Regions from separate parts of the Zea mays genome. Here region 2 is linked to region 1. A link is a contact called in public Hi-C data. All regions are on one chromosome and are shown on one strand. Each heading gives the region's core, a stretch centred on a gene start, on an enhancer-like site or on the middle of the called end of the contact. The rest is flanking DNA. Distances are from core to core; before and after follow the strand shown.

Region 1 (4,985 bases), core at 890-3,389:
TTGTTGAATATCAAACACGTCTAAATTACTCGCAACTTCAGTGGTTTCTGTGTTGAAGGCTATGCACATTACCTTGTAAACGGAACCAAAACCACCCTCACCAATTTTGTTCAATGGGTTAAAGTTATTTGTCGCCCTTACTAGCTCCTTGTAAGTGTATTTTGTTATATTTGAACAGCCAGGTACGTCTACAAAAGCAAAGTTGTATCACAATAAGAAACAAAACAAGCTAGGGGCCAGTATACTATAATGTATAAAAAGGGATATTTAAGTGTGTACCCCATGTACGAGATCTCTACCTTCATTATGGTGGGAACTTGGTTGCCGCGTTGCCCTTCTTTTCTTGCAAAATGTAGAAAAGCAACCCATTGAGATTCTCAAACTATTATATCTTAGTGCTGTCAGCTCAATAACTTCAGCCTGGACTTATTATATCAATGCAAGCATTTCACCGATCTTCCCTGGCTTCTAACATGTTCTGAAAAAGAGTGAATTTCGGTTATAGGTACCAGTAGAAAGAGCTATATTGAATACATATGCTTTCGAAGTTAAGTCAACCTATGGTTAAAATTCTGGCCAAGATTGTCCAGTGGATGTTGCAACTGTTGAAGTGTATAAGTGGATAAACTACCTTTTCCCATCAGCTTAAGCTTTTGGGTTGAATTGGTTAGTGCGTCCACTATAACATGGTATGAGAGCCAGAAGTCTCGAGTTCGAATCCTGGCAGAGCTTTTGGGTTGAATTGGTTAGTGCGTCCACTCTAACAACAACCTACAAGAACCCACTATATGTATTATGGGGATATCTAAAATGCTTGCAACCAGAAAAGCATGTGTTGGTTTCAGTATATATAAGGTGCAGTAGTTGAACTTGCAGTAAATTCTGTAATAAGCTGTAAGAAAAATACATGCGCAATCTGCTTGCATAACTCTAGTGGCCATCTTTTTGCTTAGATTTCAACCAGACAAACAATGCTGATGTGCTTCAAGCTTACAAGCAGCATATACATATATGAGAGCTCAGCGCGTGCGTGTAGATAATCATTGAAACACAATTACTTGGTTCACGCGGGCAGGTGAGGCCAGCTGACTTAGGGTCATAACAAAAATGAAAATCAGACAAAGTCCACACAACTGGCACACACTTTTTTATTGAAAAAAAAAACAATACAGTTTTCAGTATTTATTCAGTGCAAATCCATTATTGGACAGCCATGACGGTGCATCAATGATTATCTGTCCCATACATCCAACTAATTTATCTCAGGCAAGCTCTGATGTGCGCCTGCCATCGCAAGCTGATACCTATCGTCCAACCAATGATTTCAGTGCGTGTGACTACACTTAACCAATAACAACCACATTACTCATGACCATTGGCGAATCGAAATTCGTTAACTAGCGTCAGTAATTCAGCTGGAACCTTCGTCTCGCAAGAAATCAACCAAGAGAAGGAAGCAGCCTACGCACGTCCGTCAGAGAGAACAACAAACAGACATGGAAAGTAATTGGGCTAATTCATTTCTTGGTGAACAGGGAGGGGGACCAGGAACCAGGAAAAGCCCGATAGTAAGGTACCAAGAGCAGGAACGAAAATCCAGCCTTGAACCGTCCTCTGCATACACTAAGGAGTAAGGAGTAAGGACTTAAGGAGAGAGGGCAATCAGCTAGGCTCACTCACCTGAACAAACCGCCGCCGTGATCCGGGAGGATGAAGCGAGCCCAGTAACCCACCCCCACCCCCGCCGCCGCCGCCGAGACAGATCCCGCGAGAGTCTACAACGCGAGGGAAGAGAGCACGCCGCGCCTTGTCGGTTATGATCGGAACAACCCACCCGCAGGCAGTACAGAAGGACGGCACCAGGAAAAAGCGCCGGCCCCCAAAGGCTCGGCGAAGGCCTCCGTCGGTTTCCCCACGAGGTGCCGCGCCGTGCCGCCACGGGGCGCGGACGCAGCAGCGGCGAGCTTTCGCGAGGGGTTGGGGGAAGCCGGGAAGGAGAGGAGAAGCCGGGGCGACGACGGCCCGTGGGGGGCGCGCGGACTGTGGACTCGTGGCGTGGTGCCGGATGGCTCCAAGTGGTACGCACGCGCGGTATTTGACTTGTCGTCCGCGGTGCGGGAAGGGAGGCCGGAGGGGAGGGGTGCTGTGGACTGGGGTGGAGGTGGAGCCGTGGAGGTGGAAGAGGCGGCCGGGGCGCCTCGGCTTTGAAAGGTGGACGGAGCAGAGGGGAGGAGGGTCAACTCAAACCGTTGACCACGTGGAGAGGTAAGGCGTCGCGTGGTGGCCGTGTGTACACTGTACAACTGTACACGCGGTTCGGTGGACCCGTCCGGTGCTGGCTCTGGTGGTCGCGGTTGAACCAGGTCAATTGAATTGAATTTGACCGAGACAACGTTTGGGGTGGCTGACCTGACTAGACTTGTTCTTAACGGCGTGTGATGTCTGATGTCTCTGTTACCTGATCCTTCCGTAGTTCCGTAGGTGTGTAACCGTACCGCGGATTTAAACGCTTCTATTTTTTATAGTATTTTATCTCTATCAATTGCAACTACAGCACTCTGAACAACCTTAATCCAACCGCATCGAACAGGTAGACGTTATATACAACATGCTAGATCTACTCTAATTCTCTCGCTTCTAAACTAGCCCGATAAATTGTTTCGGCTAGTTTGGGAGAAAAAATTGAATAAACAATCATTTACTTCTAAACTAGCCCTACAAGTTTTTTTGCTAAGAGCAAGAGAATTCGAGGAAATTAAATAGGAAGTATGTTGCTCCCAAACTAACTCTTTGAGTTTTTTTTCTAGTTTAGGAGCAAAGTAATTGGTGGGTGAGGGCCTAAAATAGGAAGGGGGATTCTAGTCTCCTTTTGCTACCAAACTTTTTGAAAAAGGAAGGGGTTTTAGCGGGATTTTTGTCCCCCCAATCCCTCTAGATCCTTTGCTCTCAAACTAGCTCTAACAATATTTGTGTTACATATCTTCTACGTAATATTATCCCTCCGTAGGTGTGTAATTGTATGTTGTAGGAATTGAACCTATAACCTGTAAATTCAAAGGCTAGAGCATGACTACCATACCACATATGTTTCCTAGAATGGAATATAGGAAAGTTTTGATTGTCGAGGTATGGCAGCTGCCATTAAACCATATCGGGATGCTCCGCCACTGAGTGTAGGACACCACATGCGTTTTTTTTGCTGATACAATGCTCCTATTATAGTTGAGCATAAGAATTATCATCACTTGTCGACCTCATAGTCGCTTCTTCTTTCTTTTATCCCTCACTAGGAAGATTCTATGTGGTACTTGACATTTTTCCTCATGCAATAAAAGCGTCAACCACGATGATTAGGCTCCGATACAAAATTGAAAGGATCAAGCAAGACATAGAGGGAGATGAATGGTCCTACTTAAAATCAAACACAGACACAATAGTCGGTAGACTATGGAGGTTCCATGGATTAACATAGAATTTTCATGCCTGATCAAAAAAGTTTCATGCAAATTTGCAGAAGTTCTAGGCTAGTGGCTAAAATAACAACAAGTGAAACAAATCATACTTGAAAAGTAGATCAAGTCAAATACCCACCTTCTTGGTGATCTAAACTTTCTTTTGCACCTAATACCTAAAACTGTAATGTATTATATAAGTAGATTAGGTGGAAATTCTAGAAATGCTACTCAAGCAAGAGAGAGGCAAAAACTCACCAACAAGAGAGGAGATACATGATTTACCGCAAGGTTTAAATGAGTCGACTAGGCTTGCATATATCCTCGCTGTTGAGGGAGCAATAAAGGCTTTGACTCTCTTCTACCTCCCGCATCTTCTCAAGCAAATCACCAAGTTTGAGTTTGAGGTTTATACTAATCTTCATAAAGGTAATACAAACTCCTTAGTGCTTAACAACAACTGATTGGCAGCTCATGGGCAACCCCTAGACGTTTAGGATCCCAAACTCCAAGAGTAACAAACATAAAGCACAAGCTAGGGGGAGAACCAAAGCTCTTAAAAAGTTGCTCTTGTTGAATGGCTCTCTAATCCACCCTCAAAAACAATCTCGCAATGGAAAATCTTTAAGAACTTAAGGTGCGCTTGGGTGGTCTTCAATGGAAGAGAGAGAGAGCTTGTCCACGAGTTGGTAATGTTTGTAAAATGTGTAGGCGACCATTGGAATAAGAAGAGTGAAAGGGAAATGTGCCCTTGGGCAATTTCTATAATGTTTTGGTGATTAAGTGCCCAACATGTTTAATTAAGTTCTTATGTGCCAAGTAAAGTGAGAACTGCAAATCAAAGAAAAAGGTATGTTTCTAGACTTAGTACATTGTTTTGAGTACTAACATATTTTGTCTAAGTGCTAGAAATAGGGAAGAAAGAATTAGAAAAAGACTTGGCTCTGTGCAGCCAACTCCAGCTCGGTTTGGCACAACGGACTGTCCGGTGGTGCACCGGACAGTGTCCGGTGCGTCAGGCTGGTCCGCGTGAAAAGGCCGCTCTCGGGACTCGACGGCGACGTACGACTATAATTCACCGGACCGTTCGGTGGTGCACCGGACTGTCCGGTGAGTGAGTCATTCGCGGCGAACTCATCGCCCTCGAAAAAAGCAAAGGGGCGACATGGCTATAATTCATCGGACTGTCCGGTGGTGCACCGGACTGTCCTGTGAGCCAATCAGCCAACGGTCGCCTGTGCCAACGGTCGGCCGCGCAATCTTCGCGCGACACGTGGAATGCTCCAACGGTCGGCTGGTGCACCGGACTGTCCGGTGTGCACCGGACAGTGTCCGGTGCACCAATCAGCCCAGAGGAGCAATGGTCGGATATGCCAAATTTGGAAGGAGATCAGGCACTAGACCGTCTACAGGACCTATCCGGTGGCGCACCAGACTGTCCGGTGCGCCACTCGACAGAAGGCAAGAATAGCCTTCCATGTTGATCTTCAACGGCTCCTAGCTGCTTTAGGGCTATAAAAGGGACCCCTAGGC
Region 2 (4,985 bases), core at 634-3,133, 150 kb after region 1:
TGTTTTCTCTTAATATCTGTTTTTGGGAAAGAAAGTCTTGTTAATAATGCAAACATTTGAAATCCAGTTCACATATAGAATACCATGGAAACACTTCAAGCTGATTTTCAGCTCTAAAGCTGATGTACAGGTCTATAGTGCTGAAACTCACCTCCCCACTTTTCAGGATCCAAAATCCAAGCACAATACGCTTCATTTGGTTTGCCAAGAAACACTTCATTGAATTTCTCAGGATCACCAGCGACTGTTGCTGCTATGACCTTCGAGCAAAGGGGGGAAGAAAAGGGCAGCTGCGTCAACAAAAAGGTGCAGAGGAAGCAAAATGGCAATACCAGGTCTAAGCACAGCAATATCTAGCTAAAAGTAAGAGGAACTCAGTGGAATACAAATGAGCAGTAAATTTATTATAGCTCAAATAATGTGTTTATTGCAATTATTCTCGTTTGAAGTGTGAACAGCACAGTGGCAGTGGATGAAACAACAGACATCACATCTTTCGTAAATACTCCCTCCGATTTTTTTATTTGACGTTTGATAGTGCAAATCTGAACTATTAAGGGTCAAATAAAGAAAAAATGGAGGTAGTATTCTTTAAGACGATAGAATTGCTATATTTCACAAATCATATAATGAAGCAATACTCAACTGGCCAAGATGCTATTGGATCTAATCTAACAGCTGTCATAAATTATATAATCAGCAGATGGTATTAAAGCAAACCTCAAAACATCTTACCGATGGATTTCAGTTAGCATCCAGTAGCTCTACTAATCTATCTATATGTAGGGGTGGTAATGGGCTCTAAACTTTACACTATAAAATTTAAGGATCAGGATCTATTTCTATTCAATTTTGAACTAAAATTACTTTAAGGGATCAAACAAATTGTGAAGAAACATTTGGAAGAGGCAGGACTCAACGAGGGCCACCGCAGGCAGGTTTTCCAAGAGTTGGTGGAAGCAGTTACCTGTCTGAGCTCAGAAGCCTTATTTCGGTTGTGCTCCATCACGTAGCTGCACCAAAGCACAGGTGTTGCAAACTGTAGTGGTAAGCGATCGCTCCATTTGGTAGACCATGAACGGGTGCGGTAGGAGCACTTACCCCACAGCGTTGAAGAGGCAACTGTTATCCGAAGGGATGACCCTCCTGACAACGACACCGTCCATTTCGCCCGGCCTACAGACAGAGCCATCCCAAAGAAGCGCCAATTGAGAACGGAATCTATCTTATTCTTACGCTGAAAGAAGCAATCGCAACGCCGCGGGCTACCATAAAATCCACTCGCCATAATAAAGAGCAATAGCGGCAGAAAGACTGCCCTGCCTGCCTCGCCCTTATGTTCCAATCCCACGGACGCACGGCACGGCATATAGAAGGAAGGAACTAGGAAGGCACAGAGGTCCCACCCAGAGCGGCGCACGCAGCAAGTTGTCGTGAAATGGGAGGGAAAATGCTACGGGAAGCAGGAAGCTACCGGGTGCGGGCGGGGTTCTCTGAGAAATGGGCCAGAGAAGGCGGCAGCCAACCACCCCCACGGCTCCAGGCCTCCACCCACCCCGCCGCTACCGCTAGGCGGGCGGGGCGAAATCCCACGCCGCAATCGAGCAAGGCGGCCTAACGCGGGGGGCCATGCCGACCCGGAGGCACCAGATTCCCGCGCTCGCAAGCCGCAGCCCGCAGGCGACGACACGGCCACCGGGCGCGAAGCAGGCAGCGGGAATCACGCACGCAGACCTCGGAAGCAGCAGCAAAAGCAGAGCGCGGACGCGAGCACGTACCGGGAAGAGCGGCAGGAGACTCGTCGCAGACTTGCAGGGGGACGGGTCGGTCGACACGGACACGCCGGGTTCTGTCCGAATTCGCTGAACCCTGAATCGAGGGAGGCGAGGAGGGCAGCGGAGGAGGGGCGCGGACAGGAAGGGGGAGGCGTTATATAAAGGGACCAGGCCACAGCGGCGAGGAGCGGGGCGGAGCTGCGAAGGAGCAAGAGGCAGACGAAAGTGGCAGGACCGCTGGACCGGGCAGGGCCCCCGGATCTGCTTGGGGCGGTGTGGCAGCCTGGCAGGCAGAGGGCCGAAATGCTACGGCGAGCGGAGCGGATTCAGGACACGGCAAGGGGAAAACCGGTGTGCACTCCATCTTTTCCATACAATTAAACTAGCAAAAGTATTAAACATATTTTTAAAAATTATAAAACATGAACATTTGTGTCTCAGCATCTTTGTATTTTCCCCATAGATATCAAATATTGGCCCCAGCAACTAGTGACAGACCCAGAAAAATCTTGAAGAATATGAACAAAAATAATACTCATACTATAAATATATAACTTTGTTTAGTTTTTATCTATATTTAATTATATTTTACCGTTTGACGAGCCTGGGTCCATCCTGCCAGTAACTGCGGCTGCGCTGCCCAATACCACGAAAATACGTAACTTGCTACATTTGTAAAGAGCAAAGGGCAGCTGGACGCGTGGAACGAAGCGACCAGTAAACAACGCAAGCTAAAATATGTTAATAGACGTGTTTTCGAAGACCTTGAAAGATCATTAAAACGAGTTGTCATGTTTTCATCTATATGAAACTAATTTTATCTCAATAAAACTTATTTCTTTTAAATGTTATGTTATGTCATTTAAAATTCTAATGTAATACAATATTCTCTTTGTCTTATTATATAAGGTGAAACCAGTTCTAGTGAAAAAACAAAAAATACATTTAATTCTAGTACTACTCTAATGATTTAATGTGTCTAAAGAGAGCATGTCTTATATTATGAGAAACAAAAAGATAGTTACGTCTAATGATTTTGCATGGCTAATGACTCAAGGGAGAATACAGAGCAAGAAAAACTTGCTGCGCAAGCGGATTGTGGACGAAGATGTATGTGAAGAATGCAATCAGGAAAGTGAATCGGCGGGCCACATAGTCTTACATTGCCCATTTGCAAAACGGTTCTGGCAGGCAATAGGCTTTCAAGTACCTGCTGATTTGGATGTCCACGAACTGCATCTTATTGTGAGGCCAACGAACATACCGAAAACTGAATTCTCTTCTTTTGTGGTTCTATGTTGTTGGCAACTGTGGAAGCGTAGGAATGCCTTGGTTTTCAGGCAGGAAGCAATCCCCTTAAGCAGGATCCTTCGACAATGCAGTGAGGAGGCTAAGAACTGGAGTTACAGACATGGTTCCAAAGAAGCAGGTGTGCAAGCCGCCTGGGTACTGGTGTTCTCAACTGCTAGCATGTAATATGTAATACCTTAGAAAATTCTTCTCCCCCCTCACCCCGGCAAGCCGGGTCTATAAACTTATGTAAAGCCTTTAGGGGCGACAAGAACATATCAATGAAAAATCAGGTGGGGAGCCTTTCCCCCGTTGACAGTCAAAAAAAAAACAAATGGAGTATTAAATATACATAAAACTATCACTGAGAGTAGCTGTTGAGTATCGAATCTGGCACTTAGACGGAGACGAACATACGGGTCCATCCATGTGTGATGTGGTCTGGGTCCAGATGATCTTTCGTGACAGCCCAGACGATCTACGATCAAATTAATTTAGGCTGAAATCTTTATCTCATGTGTGGTTATATTAACAAATCCATAGAAAACTGTGAACTTCGTCCAAAAACGGGTCCGAACCTCCCCTGTGTATATGTGTGTATATTACTTCTTGTTAAAACCCGCTGGGGTTTCAGCCTCTCCCCGCACTTCACGGGAATTTTAGCCAGCGCTCTCGCGACGCGTGGCCACAGACGCGGAGAAAGCTAGGCCTCTTCGACGGAACCGAAATTTTAGTTAAATCGAGCTGAGCCGTGACCCAGGAGTCCGTGTACTACGGTGTACCGGCACCCTCCTCCGCTACCTTTTCTCCACCTTCTCCACGCCACAACCAGACGGGGTACGTGCTGCCTCGTCGCCACCACCATCGCTCCTCCTCCCCGCCGCCAGGGGCTAGGACGAGGCAAGAGACAGACCGACAGCCGGCGATGTCACCGCCGACCTGTCATACATGGAGACGGGGCCCGAGCAGGAGGCGCCAGCGGAGGTGGATCCCTTGGTGGAATGGTGGCTACTGTTCCGGCTCCGGTCAAGAAGAAGCGGAACCTCCCCAGGACTCCAGGTCTGTGTGTGCCCGCCACGGTTGCTTCGGTGTTGGTGTGCGTGCGTACTGCTGCTACTCCCTCCGCGCCCGTGTTCTCTGACGGTTTGCTTGCTTGGCCGCTGCCGCCGGTCGCAGATCCGGGCGCCGAAGTGATTGCGCTCTCGCCGAGGACACTGCTGTCCACGAACCGCTTCGTGTGCAAGGTGTGCGGCAAGGGCTTCTAGCAGAACCAGTGCTGCAATTGCACCACCGCGGCCACAACCTCCCTTGATGCGTGAGATAGCGCCACCAGGTGTACGTGTGCCCTGAGCCTGGTTGCATGCACCATTCCCCTGCTCGAGCCCTCGGGGAGACCTCACCGAGGATCAAGAAGCACTTCTGCAATTGGATAGATGGCTGGTATGGCTGTACTTTGTAGTGACAAAACTGGAACTCTGACTCTGAATAGGCTCACAGGCTCACAGTGGACAAGAACCTCATTGAGGTTACACTTGAACAACCGTCATTGGTCCTTCATATCTAACCTTAAAATGCTTATATATGTTTGGTTCAGGTTTTTGAAAGGGAGTTCACTCAAGACCATGTAATTATGAAGGCTGCTAGAGCCTCCCGGATAGAAAATCAAGATGCTATTGATACTACAATAATTGGCATGCTAGCTGATCCAAAAGAGGTATAATACTTTTTGAATTGGGATGGAATATGAATATATATATATATATCTGTGTGTGTGTATTGTTTGTTTGGTGATATGAACATCTAACAATATTTCCCACATGCATGTGCTGGTATTCAAGAGGTTCATTTCCTTCCATTTAATCCTACCGACAAAAGAACTGCCTTGACATACATTGATAGTGATGGGAAGATGTGTTGTGT

The links. Hi-C and Micro-C count contacts between places; a contact is called where the count stands out from the background.
Region 2: a contact with region 1 is called in a Hi-C map of ear, with 4 times the contacts expected there. The contact joins the promoter of LOC100279494 here to the promoter of LOC100194403 in region 1. A contact is called at or near these places in 6 of 25 Hi-C or Micro-C datasets (bundle sheath, ear, leaf and 2 more).

Annotation. Positions count from the first base shown.
Region 1 is chr4:244,982,687-244,987,671 of Zm-B73-REFERENCE-NAM-5.0, forward strand. It overlaps LOC100194403 (putative protein kinase superfamily protein), which reads right to left and starts at 2,140. Exons shown (of 7, transcript NM_001139432.1): 1 at 1,681-2,140; 2 at 300-478; 3 at 73-188. The coding sequence starts at 369.
Region 2 is chr4:245,133,439-245,138,423 of Zm-B73-REFERENCE-NAM-5.0, forward strand. LOC100279494 (OTU-like cysteine protease family protein) reads right to left here and starts at 1,884. Exons shown (of 9, transcript NM_001152495.1): 1 at 1,779-1,884; 2 at 1,102-1,176; 3 at 968-1,013; 4 at 152-260. The coding sequence starts at 1,166.